3 separate regions of the Zea mays genome follow, and regions 1 and 2 are each linked to region 3. A link is a contact called in public Hi-C data. All regions are on one chromosome and are shown on one strand. Each heading gives the region's core, a stretch centred on a gene start, on an enhancer-like site or on the middle of the called end of the contact. The rest is flanking DNA. Distances are from core to core; before and after follow the strand shown. Region 1 holds the start of LOC100272714. Region 2 holds the start of LOC103639131 (nucleolar protein 56). Region 3 holds the start of LOC103639134 (superoxide dismutase [Cu-Zn] 4AP).

What was found. Hi-C and Micro-C count contacts between places; a contact is called where the count stands out from the background.
Region 1: a contact with region 3 is called in a Hi-C map of endosperm, with 2.2 times the contacts expected there. The contact joins the promoter of LOC100272714 here to the promoter of LOC103639134 in region 3. A contact is called at or near these places in 4 of 25 Hi-C or Micro-C datasets (ear, endosperm, leaf and 1 more).
Region 2: a contact with region 3 is called in a Hi-C map of ear, with 2.7 times the contacts expected there. The contact joins the promoter of LOC103639131 here to the promoter of LOC103639134 in region 3. A contact is called at or near these places in 3 of 25 Hi-C or Micro-C datasets (ear, leaf and tassel).

What each region holds. Positions count from the first base shown.
Region 1 is chr9:135,205,936-135,209,425 of Zm-B73-REFERENCE-NAM-5.0, reverse strand. It overlaps LOC100272714, which reads left to right and starts at 2,118. Exons shown (of 1, transcript NM_001147167.1): 1 at 2,118-3,490. The coding sequence starts at 2,216. It overlaps LOC103639139 (probable nucleolar protein 5-2), which reads right to left and starts at 1,279. Exons shown (of 10, transcript NM_001346697.1): 1 at 1,204-1,279; 2 at 973-1,105; 3 at 805-846; 4 at 204-383; 5 at 1-129. The coding sequence starts at 1,050.
Region 2 is chr9:134,824,591-134,827,637 of Zm-B73-REFERENCE-NAM-5.0, reverse strand. It overlaps LOC103639131 (nucleolar protein 56), which reads right to left and starts at 1,549. Exons shown (of 9, transcript XM_008661927.3): 1 at 1,242-1,549; 2 at 931-1,145; 3 at 458-615; 4 at 104-291; 5 at 1-15. The coding sequence starts at 1,446. It overlaps LOC100382867, which reads left to right and starts at 2,988. Exons shown (of 5, transcript NM_001175561.1): 1 at 2,988-3,047.
Region 3 is chr9:135,074,329-135,077,359 of Zm-B73-REFERENCE-NAM-5.0, reverse strand. It overlaps LOC103639134 (superoxide dismutase [Cu-Zn] 4AP), which reads left to right and starts at 1,335. Exons shown (of 7, transcript NM_001416254.1): 1 at 1,335-1,571; 2 at 2,754-2,841. The coding sequence starts at 2,766.

The DNA.
Region 1 (3,490 bases), core at 869-3,368, 130 kb before region 3:
GCTGTGGGACAATCCCAAGCTCATTGGACCAAGGTCTTGTGCACCCAACCCAGTTATAAGCTCGGTAAGCTGATTTCTCAGTCCTCTCATCAGCTCCATCACAGCACTATTGTGAAGGCAGTCAATTTTCTGCAACACAATTAAAATGTCACGAGTGCTGGTCATTCACAAAAAGTAAAAAAAAACAAGGAAATACTACTGACCAGCTTTTCTTTTATAGCATTTCCAAGCTTAGAATCAGCTACTGCTAATGTTTCACCCTCACAATGTTTCTGCAAGAACTTGCGCAGACCCTTGCTAGGCTTGCTATCAATAATCAGGGTTGCCGCGGATAGGGCATCAGATGTGTTCTCAAACTTGTTGAAAGCCTTCAGCTCGACCACCTACAGGGAAGTTCTCTGTTATCAGTCAGAACAGAAAACTAGTAAAGGTACAGAAGCGGAGAATAGGACGACTCATCAAGTTTTCTTCTTATTTCTTATTTTGCATTTGAACGAAAACAGTAACTTTGTTACGATACACGGTATGCATGATTTCCAAGTGGCTTCATCCATATGTGCAGCACAAATCTGTTGGCATTTGGTAGCTTGATGCTTGAAATGTGAAATGTTTGAAATAGCTTACGGAAAACACATTCTAAAACATAGCCATCTAAGCTACCCTAAGCTAAGTAGAAGTACATATCTAGTGGCTACGTCCACAGTGTTCCACTGAAATAAAAGAGTTAGTGAGACACTTAAGTCGGTGCCATCTGTTCAAAACGACAAACACATAATGTCATAATGTGGCTGATCCTATACAGACCTTTCTCGCTGAGTCCGACGTCGTGAACTCCTTCCATAGATCCTGCCAACAAGAACACAAAGGCATAGCACATTAGCACTGATGGTTCAATACAAAAGCATGGAGCAGAGCAAATTTAAGGAACCCAATCAATAACAGACTTTAGAAATTGCAGCGGGGGTCACTCACCTCGACCTTGTCGAGCTTCCCCTCGTCGAGCACCTTGAATAGGGCGAACCCCGCGGGGGTCTCGAAGAGCACCAACATCTCCGCACACGACCAGTCCCCGATTAACTCAGCTGAAACAACAGATACACACGCTCTTAACATGCATCGAGCGAAGGATCACGGAACCAAATTAGACATAGCAACGCGTGCGCCAACAGAATCGAGCTGTTGAGACGGTAAAATCCCTCGAACCTGGGGAAGATTCGTCGGTGGACAGCGCGAAGCGATGAGGGGGTTTCGCCTGCGGCGGCCGCGAGACGAGAGGGAGCTGGGGAAAAGGTAGCCGCCGCAAGGGTTTTAGCTCTTCTAGGGCTTGGGGCTGGACTAATATATCGGAGAGCACAAAGGTACTCGGTGGCCCATCTGGCCGTTGGCTGAACGGGACCGTGCTAATGGACCGTTGGATGGTTTGTCTTGGGTTTTAGGTTACCGGGAGGACCCTTGCTCGACTGACAGGGAGGGCGTGTTTGGTTTGGTAAGTGGATGTTTGCTTTTTAGTGACTATTTTTTTGTCAATTTCCGTATTTAATATTTTAGTAATTAAAATGGAATAAAATAGATAGACTAAAAATTAGTCACTAGAAACCAAATACCTCTTAAATTTATAAGATACCGCATAATTAATAAATAACTGGAGTTTTGGTTGAAACTGTCTCCCGTAGTGGAGAGTTTCATTTGACATGGTTTTATAGGTACCATACAAGAGATAATATGTCTAGGTAACACTATATACATGTTTTCATCCCCATGAAAAAATCTACCCCTTTCTTCATTAATTAGTTGCCACATCATCCAAAATGCTGACATAGCACACCATTTAATGAGTGAAACTCCTATAAAACTATCATTGAGAATGACCTTATATACCTAAGAGCATTTTTAGTAGCTGTGTAAATAACTCTCTAAATAAGAATTTAAGAAATTTCAAAAAGACTTTCTCGAACAATTATGTAAACCAAGTTACTAAATTTACAAACTCACTCAAAACCTAATTTCATCTCTATATTTACCAAGTGGTGTAGAGATGAAATTATCATGTTGTAAACCGGCTATTTAGCCAAGTGGTGTGCGTGGGGACTGGGTAAAAACATTTTCAACTTGCTTCTCAAGTTTGCTCGGTGTCGCTCGCGACTGGCTCTAGTTGTACTCAGCCAGCTATCCTTGGTGTGGGGGTTTGATCGACGGAGCCGTCACAACGGCGCCTATGGCGAAGCCTTCCGTACAGACTCATTTCGTCTTGGACGCGATGGCCGCGGAGAGGGTGAAAGTCGCGGAGAACTGGGAGCGGGCGTTGGATTCGTTGGAGAACATGAATCAGCGCCTGGGAAAGTTCGCCAAGGTCCAGCGCCAGTTGGTGGAGCAGTCGGAGGTCGCGGCGCAGGCGGCCAAGCAGGCGGCGAAGGAGCGTTCTGTTCTGTCGCGTCAAGTGGAGGAATCTGGGCAGCTGCTGGCGCGGGTACAGCTGGAATCCATGGCGGCGGAGACGGAGAAGTCCAGGAGGAGCGGATCCACCAGCCCGTCATCTAGGTCTTCACCCCCTGTTCAGGTACGGAAGGGTCCTCAGAAGGGTGTTCAGATCAATCCACTGCCTGAGATGTCATTCCCAAAGTTTGATGGTGCTAATCCGAGAGTTTGGTTGGACAAGTGTTTGGATTACTTCCATATTTTCAAGGTTTCTGAAGCTATGTGGGTACAAGTGGCGTCTCTGCACTTGGAAGGGATTGCTGCTCGCTGGTTTCACGTGCATAGACTGAAACAGAGGACGGGGTGGAATCATTTTACTCGGGATGTGTTGAACAAGTTTGGCGCAGACGAGTATCCAAAGGCGATGAGGAGATTGATGGGTCTCAGGCAGACGGGGTCACTGGACGAGTTTGTGCGGGCGTTCGAGGAAGCACGGTACATGGTATCGCTGCATAACCCAAAGTTGGGTGAGGTGCTCTTTGTCACTCAGTTTATTTGGGGTCTGGAGTATGATTTGCAAGGGGCGGTGCAATCTCAGATGCCCACCACTTTGGATCGAGCAGTACTAATTGCCAAGTTGCAGGATGAACTGAATGATCAATACAAAGGAAGGTCGACAAGGTCAGTGTTCCAGTCGAGGTCCTCGTCCACAGCAGTCAAGGCCAAGGCGATCAGTGGTACTACTGGTAAAGGGTGCATGAAGGTGCGGGGTCTTTTGAAGAACAAAGTTACGTTGCTGTTGTCAATTCATTCCGGGAGTCCTACTTGCTTTATCAACAAGAATCTGGTGGCTCGGGCTCGTTTGTCTGCTGTTTCTTGTCCTCCAGCCAGGTTCACATTGGCAAATGGCGAGTCCCTAACGTCGGATTTGTTGGTTCCTCAGCTTGCCTGGTGCGCAAATGGCCACACGTTCCACACTGATATGAGAGTGTTGGATCTGGGACCGTATGACGCCATCTTGGGTTATGACTGGCTGAAATCACATAGCCCTATGGAATGTGATTGGGCAAACAAG
Region 2 (3,047 bases), core at 300-2,799, 250 kb after region 3:
GTGACAGATCCTGGCCTGAAAACAAACAAGAAAAAACAAAGCATAAGAACATTTACTACAATCATGATAGTCAAACTAAAGTAACTGCATCATATCCCATTACCCATTGAAGCCTTTGCTGCTTCAACAATTTCTTTAGCCTTGTCCTCATCACCAACTATATCAGCCAAAGCTGGGATATCTTTTTCCGCCAAATCAGATTTGTTCACAATAAACTTAGCAAGCTTGGCATAAAGGTAATTGTCATTCACAATCTTGACAAGCTCAGGGAAGTGCCATGAGAACCATTCCCTGCAATGTTTTATTGAGAAAGCAATAAATAATCATAATAAGGAATATTTGCATATTCATATTATCAGAGTTTTCTATCAGAGCAGACTGTCTATAAATACGGCCTATTACGCTTATAAGAAGTTAACCATAAACAATTATATGAGAACATGAACAAGGACAGTACCTGACTCTCATGGAGAAGGAATTGATGTCCTTGTCAAGTGTATCCAGCAGAAATATTGCTTGGATCACCATGTTATCAACACGATTCACATTGAACTTCACCTTAGCCCTGCTGTAGCTATGCCCCAGGCCAAGTTGGGCCTTCTCCAAGTCAGAATCCTACAATCAACATGGACACATGGTAAAGCCAAATTAAGCACAGCAGGCGTTTAGCTTTACAACAATTTAGGCATATAAAAAGCAATGCGTAAGCTCATCAGGCAAAGCATCGCAGATTCATACAAATGTGAGACAACCAACATCGGATGATCGGGAAACCAAGTAACACACCAGGCATCCAGCTCTACAAAGAAAAAAGGCCTATGATATGCTATACGAAATACTAGCTGGCAAGGCCTCACAGTCAAATTCGCGCATCTTTGAGCCACACGGGAAACTTACAATGCACAATAGAATGGGAAAAAAAGGCGACACCTTAAGCTCGTTGATGAAACGGTCGAAGTGGAGGCGGACACCGCGGAGCAGCTCCTGGACGAACTCGTTGCTCTGACAGGGGATGCCGGTGACCTCGGAGATGTGGGAGCCGACCTTGGGCTCGACAACGCCGAGGCTGTATTTGGCCTTCTTCCCCTCCTTAGGCTTCGGCAGGTTCAGCTCCAGGAAGCTCCTCAACTCATCGGTCATGATTCCTGGCCACGGGAAAGGAAGCGCCAGAGCCCGGGTCAGAAGTCAGAACAAAATCATCTCGCAGCGAGCCTGCGTGTTTAGGTGGGGAAGGAGCCAACCTTCAGAGATAGCGTTGCACTGGTTGAGCGCGTCGACGGCAGAGGAGAAAGGATTGAAGGCAGTGAGCTTGACGGCCTTGCCGAAGCGGTCGAGGTCCAGCACGGAGGAGCGCACGGCCTCAACGCTCTGCCCGATCTCATCGATACCGTACGCATGGAATAGGCCGTAGCCGGAGGCCGACTCGAACAGCAGGTACAACGCCATCTCGCCGGCGGATGGCGGCGGAGCGCTGGCTAGGGGTTAGGGTTTTAGGATCAACAAGAGTGACGGTGTTGGCGCGCGGCAGCGGGGGCAAGATTTATGGGCTCAGGCTGGGCTCTTGTGGGCCGGCGGAGTTACCTTTTTTTCATTCACACCCTAAGATGTGGGCCAAATTTTCGCGCACCCTTAAATTGTGCGAAGCCCAGCACACAGAAGGCTCGCATGCCTCATGCATACGAGCGAGTCACGCCGCACTCGTCAGTCGTCACTAGGGATGGCAACGGGCATATTTTACCCGCGTGCCCGCGGGTAAAAACCCTATAGGGTGCGGATTTGGGTGTGAGTTTGTACCCGTGGGTACGGGTACGGGTTTGATTCTCAACCCGACGGGTTTTTTCTCGTGGGTATGAAAATGTTGTACTCGTGCCCGCAAACCCGCATACCCCCGCGCGTGTGTATATATATGTATATATGTATGTATATGTATATATATATATATGTATGTATATGTATATATATGTATGTATATATGTATGTGTATGTATGTATGTATATATATTTATATATATATGTATATGTATGTATATATATAATATGACAACTTGTGGGTATTGTGCCCGCGGGTGTACCCGCGGGTGCCATAAACCCGCGGGTAGCGGGTTTGGGTAACATACGCTACCCGTCGCGGGTAGCGGGTGCGGGTACGGGTTTAACATTAATCTCGCGGGTACGGGTTTGTAATCTCTATACCCACGGGTTTTAAATCCGTTGCCATCCCTAGTCGTCACCACACTCACCAGCGCAGACACTCACATTAGTAACTCGTAGAATTAAATTTAATTGTTCGTTTATATCGTAATATGATTTTATTACTAATTTAATCTATTATTACTCAGATTTGGTATATACTTACATTTAGTAACTGCTAATAAAATCTGACCAACTTATTAAAAGCAATACTCGTATTTAACCATTATTTGTTGATCAGCCTTACACTTTACATGAACTCACACATTTGGTGAGTTCATGCACATTATTCTCCACGATTTGTTGAGCTATGATCTTTTGTGAGCTCACTCTTGCGATATGTAAACCCCGCACAGGTGAAGAGCAGGTAGCCCAGTAGGAGGTCTACAATGAGGAGTATGAGCTAATTTAGGTGGCATCTCCCAGCCAACTTATGGCGCCAAAGAATAATTATTAGTTTGCTTTATTGTTATCATTTATTTTTGTAAAATTTCCGCTATGTAATAATAATAATATGTGTGACATTTATCTCTATACACTTGGTCATTATATGTGTTGTTCTTTGTTGGTGCACCTATGAGATCCACATGGTTTTAACGTTTAAATCCGGGTATAACAATTTGTGTGGTTATTTCCTATATATTAAAGCAGGATGGAAACGGCGTCTACTAGCAATCCACGTCATCACGTTTTCTAAATGTCGTTAGATTGACATCGGACGGGCATAATCGGCCTGGCTGCCTCAACAACTCCCATTGTCATGACGCTTCTGGAGTCTTCCCACCATAATGATAGAAGGTCGTAGCACAACCTTAAATGAGGTGCCGCCGTCGCCGCCGATGATGCTGAACGGACGT
Region 3 (3,031 bases), core at 86-2,585:
CGAGGCCGGGCTCGGGCGAGGCGAGATCGTGTCCCTTGAGTGGACCGAGCCTTGACTTAATCGCACCCATCAGGCCTTTGCAGCTTTGTGCTGATGGGGGTTACCAGCTGAGATTAGAAGTATTGGGGGTACCCCTAATTATGGTCCCCGACAGTAACAGAGATAAAGAAGAAATATCCCCACAAACATTCGTGGGCATCCCTGCGTGGAAAGTTTTTCATTGTGGTGACATAGATGGTGAGCTAAAACCTGACGGGAAATTTTTCGTTGCCATCTCTAGTCGTGATGCCTTTACGTGGCTTTATTTCTGGTAAAACTCGCTTCTTCTCTCTATTTTTTCTAAAAATTGCTACACCATAAAAAACAATTTAAGCAATGTTTTGGTCCATTTGGATCTGTGAAATGATGTGTTTTTTAACCCTAAACCAATTCTATCAATTCTGCAGGTTATTTACAAGGGAACACATTGGTTCCGATTTTGGAGACTATTACAAATCACGCCAAGTTCTCTATGTATGTCGATCCTTGTAAGTGGTGGCCATTGAGATATTCACAAACTATTTGCGTTTTGATGATTTTATGCAAAATAAATTAATAATGCGCACATAGCCTAAAAATTCATGATTTTTTAAAAACGCGACATATGTACACATATAATGCTAAAAAATGTTTGGACTCAAGGAGTGGATACATGATTACGATCATGATATGTGTGGAATGATGTCTTACATGGTATCCGACAAAAAATTCGTTACCGACAATATCCGTGTCCGACTAGTTCCGTATTCGACACACATCTATTCGTATTTGTATCCGAAAACATTCGTATTCGTATTTGTATCCGAAGTTATCCGTATTCGAATTCAAATCCGAATAAAAATATAAAAACAAATATGGTTTCGATGATATCCGTCCGTATCCGATCCGATTACATCCCTAGTTGTATGCATAAAAGTGCAAAAGGCTGGAACATGTTTCGATTATCTTAAAAAACATGATAACTTATTAAGGCCTTGTTTTAGTACACCAGCTAAATTTTAACTGACTAAAGTATAGAGAGTCTCCCACCGTTCATAAATATTTAACACTATTGACTTTTAAAAAAAACATTGACCACTCGTCTTATTAAAAAACTATTAAGTTGTCATTTTTATTGATTTCATTATTTAAGGTAGTTTATGTTTGACTTAAAATTTTATATTTTTAATAAATATTTTGAATAAGATGAGTGATTAAAGTATTTTTTTTAAAAAGACGGTGTCATATATTAAACGTAGACTGATGTACGTGCTGAGAGCAACGCAAAACTCCAAATACGGTCTAAAATGTAAATGAAACTCCGATCCAACGGGCGGCAGGGCCTGCTGGTCGTTGCGGAATAGTAACGCAACTTGACTGCAATGTTTGGCTGCGCCTACAAATCCAACGCACCAACACACCGCGCGCGTCCTCATCCTCACTTCAGGTCTGCAGCCCCCAACTACCCCCAGCCTCGGAAGGAACCTTCCAGAAGCGCAAGACTCTAAAGGCCGTCGCCTTCCCATTCTTCCTCGCCGCGGGGGTCGCCTGAGGTATGATGCCTAACAAAACCTTCAAGGATTCCTGGGGCTTGTTCGCCTCACTCTGATGTTGTTGCTTCGTATAACCTGGTCTCCGAAATCCGAATACCCCGTAGCAGCTGCGGTTGGATCTCAGATCGGTGCTGCGGTCCCTCTTTTAATTTGTTTCCCCTCCGCTTCCGTTAGCGCCGACTGATCGTCGAGTCAGATCTTACACCCTATATATAGTCTCATCTAGCCGTCACTAGTGAGACTCGATTTGATTCGTTCCACTGGATTAAGCGCTTTGAGCGCGCTAGATACGTGTCATGTTAGTGCCTACTGCCTTTGTTTAGTGCTGTTGCTTGTTCTGGGATTGGGATGAATGGTCGTGTGTATATTACCTACCTTGGATTCCTTTATGCTACTCGTCGTGGACTGGTGGTGTGTGCTGTTCGTACGTAGACTGTTGTGGAAGTGTTAGCTATAGATTTTTGTGTGTGTGCTTTCTGTTGTGTTTAGCTTTGATGAAACGGATCACCACTAAGCCTTCAGTTTTACCCCTGGCCAAGAATACCTGATGAAAGAATGATATTTCAAAGGTCGTACTGGTATCACTATTCGTGCCAAGAAAAAGTGTGGCTAAATCATGCAGTTTAACTTCTAGAAGTTCAGATGTCATAGCATCATGATGTTTGGGTACCCGTGTCCTGTTATGGTTTGTGTAGGATGACTTGGACTAGCAAGGGGACCAGTCTAAATCACCTCTACCTTCATGATTAATTTTTTGAAGTTCACTTTTGAGAATCTGAGTTGTGTGTATTATTTGTACCCAATTGTGTGGTGTGATTCTCCTAGAGTTGTGTTGTTCATGTGGCAAAGTTCATGCATTTTGTTTTTTATTATCTTGAATAAGTGTACAGGTCTGTGTGGTCTCTAGTATGTGGAGAACTGGAAAGAGCCACTTGCAACATAGTGATAGTGTCTCATATTTCTTCGTGGTTCACTTTTGATGTCTTGATGTCACAAATGAAGGCATAGCTCATATCTTTTGATTAAAATATTTCATCTTCCACTTACGATGAGATTATGTAGATGCTCTATATATCTAGGGGTTAACGTCCAATATGTACTGAAATATCTCACTGCTTGCCTGTAGTTTGTGTTACTTTAACCCGTACTGAAATGCCCAGTGACTTGTGGAGTTGTTTGCAGATCACATAAACAATGGTGAAGGCTGTTGCTGTGCTTGGTAGCAGCGATGGTGTCAAGGGCACCATCTTTTTCACCCAAGAGGGAGATGGTAAGCCATTTCATATTCTGTGATATGGGGTGTTTGGTTCCACCAAACTAAAGTTTAGTCCTTATCACATCGAATGTTTGAATGATAATTATGGATATTAAATATAGTTTAATTATAAGACTAATTGCATAGATGAAGACTAAAAGATAAGATAAATTTATTAAACCTAATCAAGCATGTATTTAATACT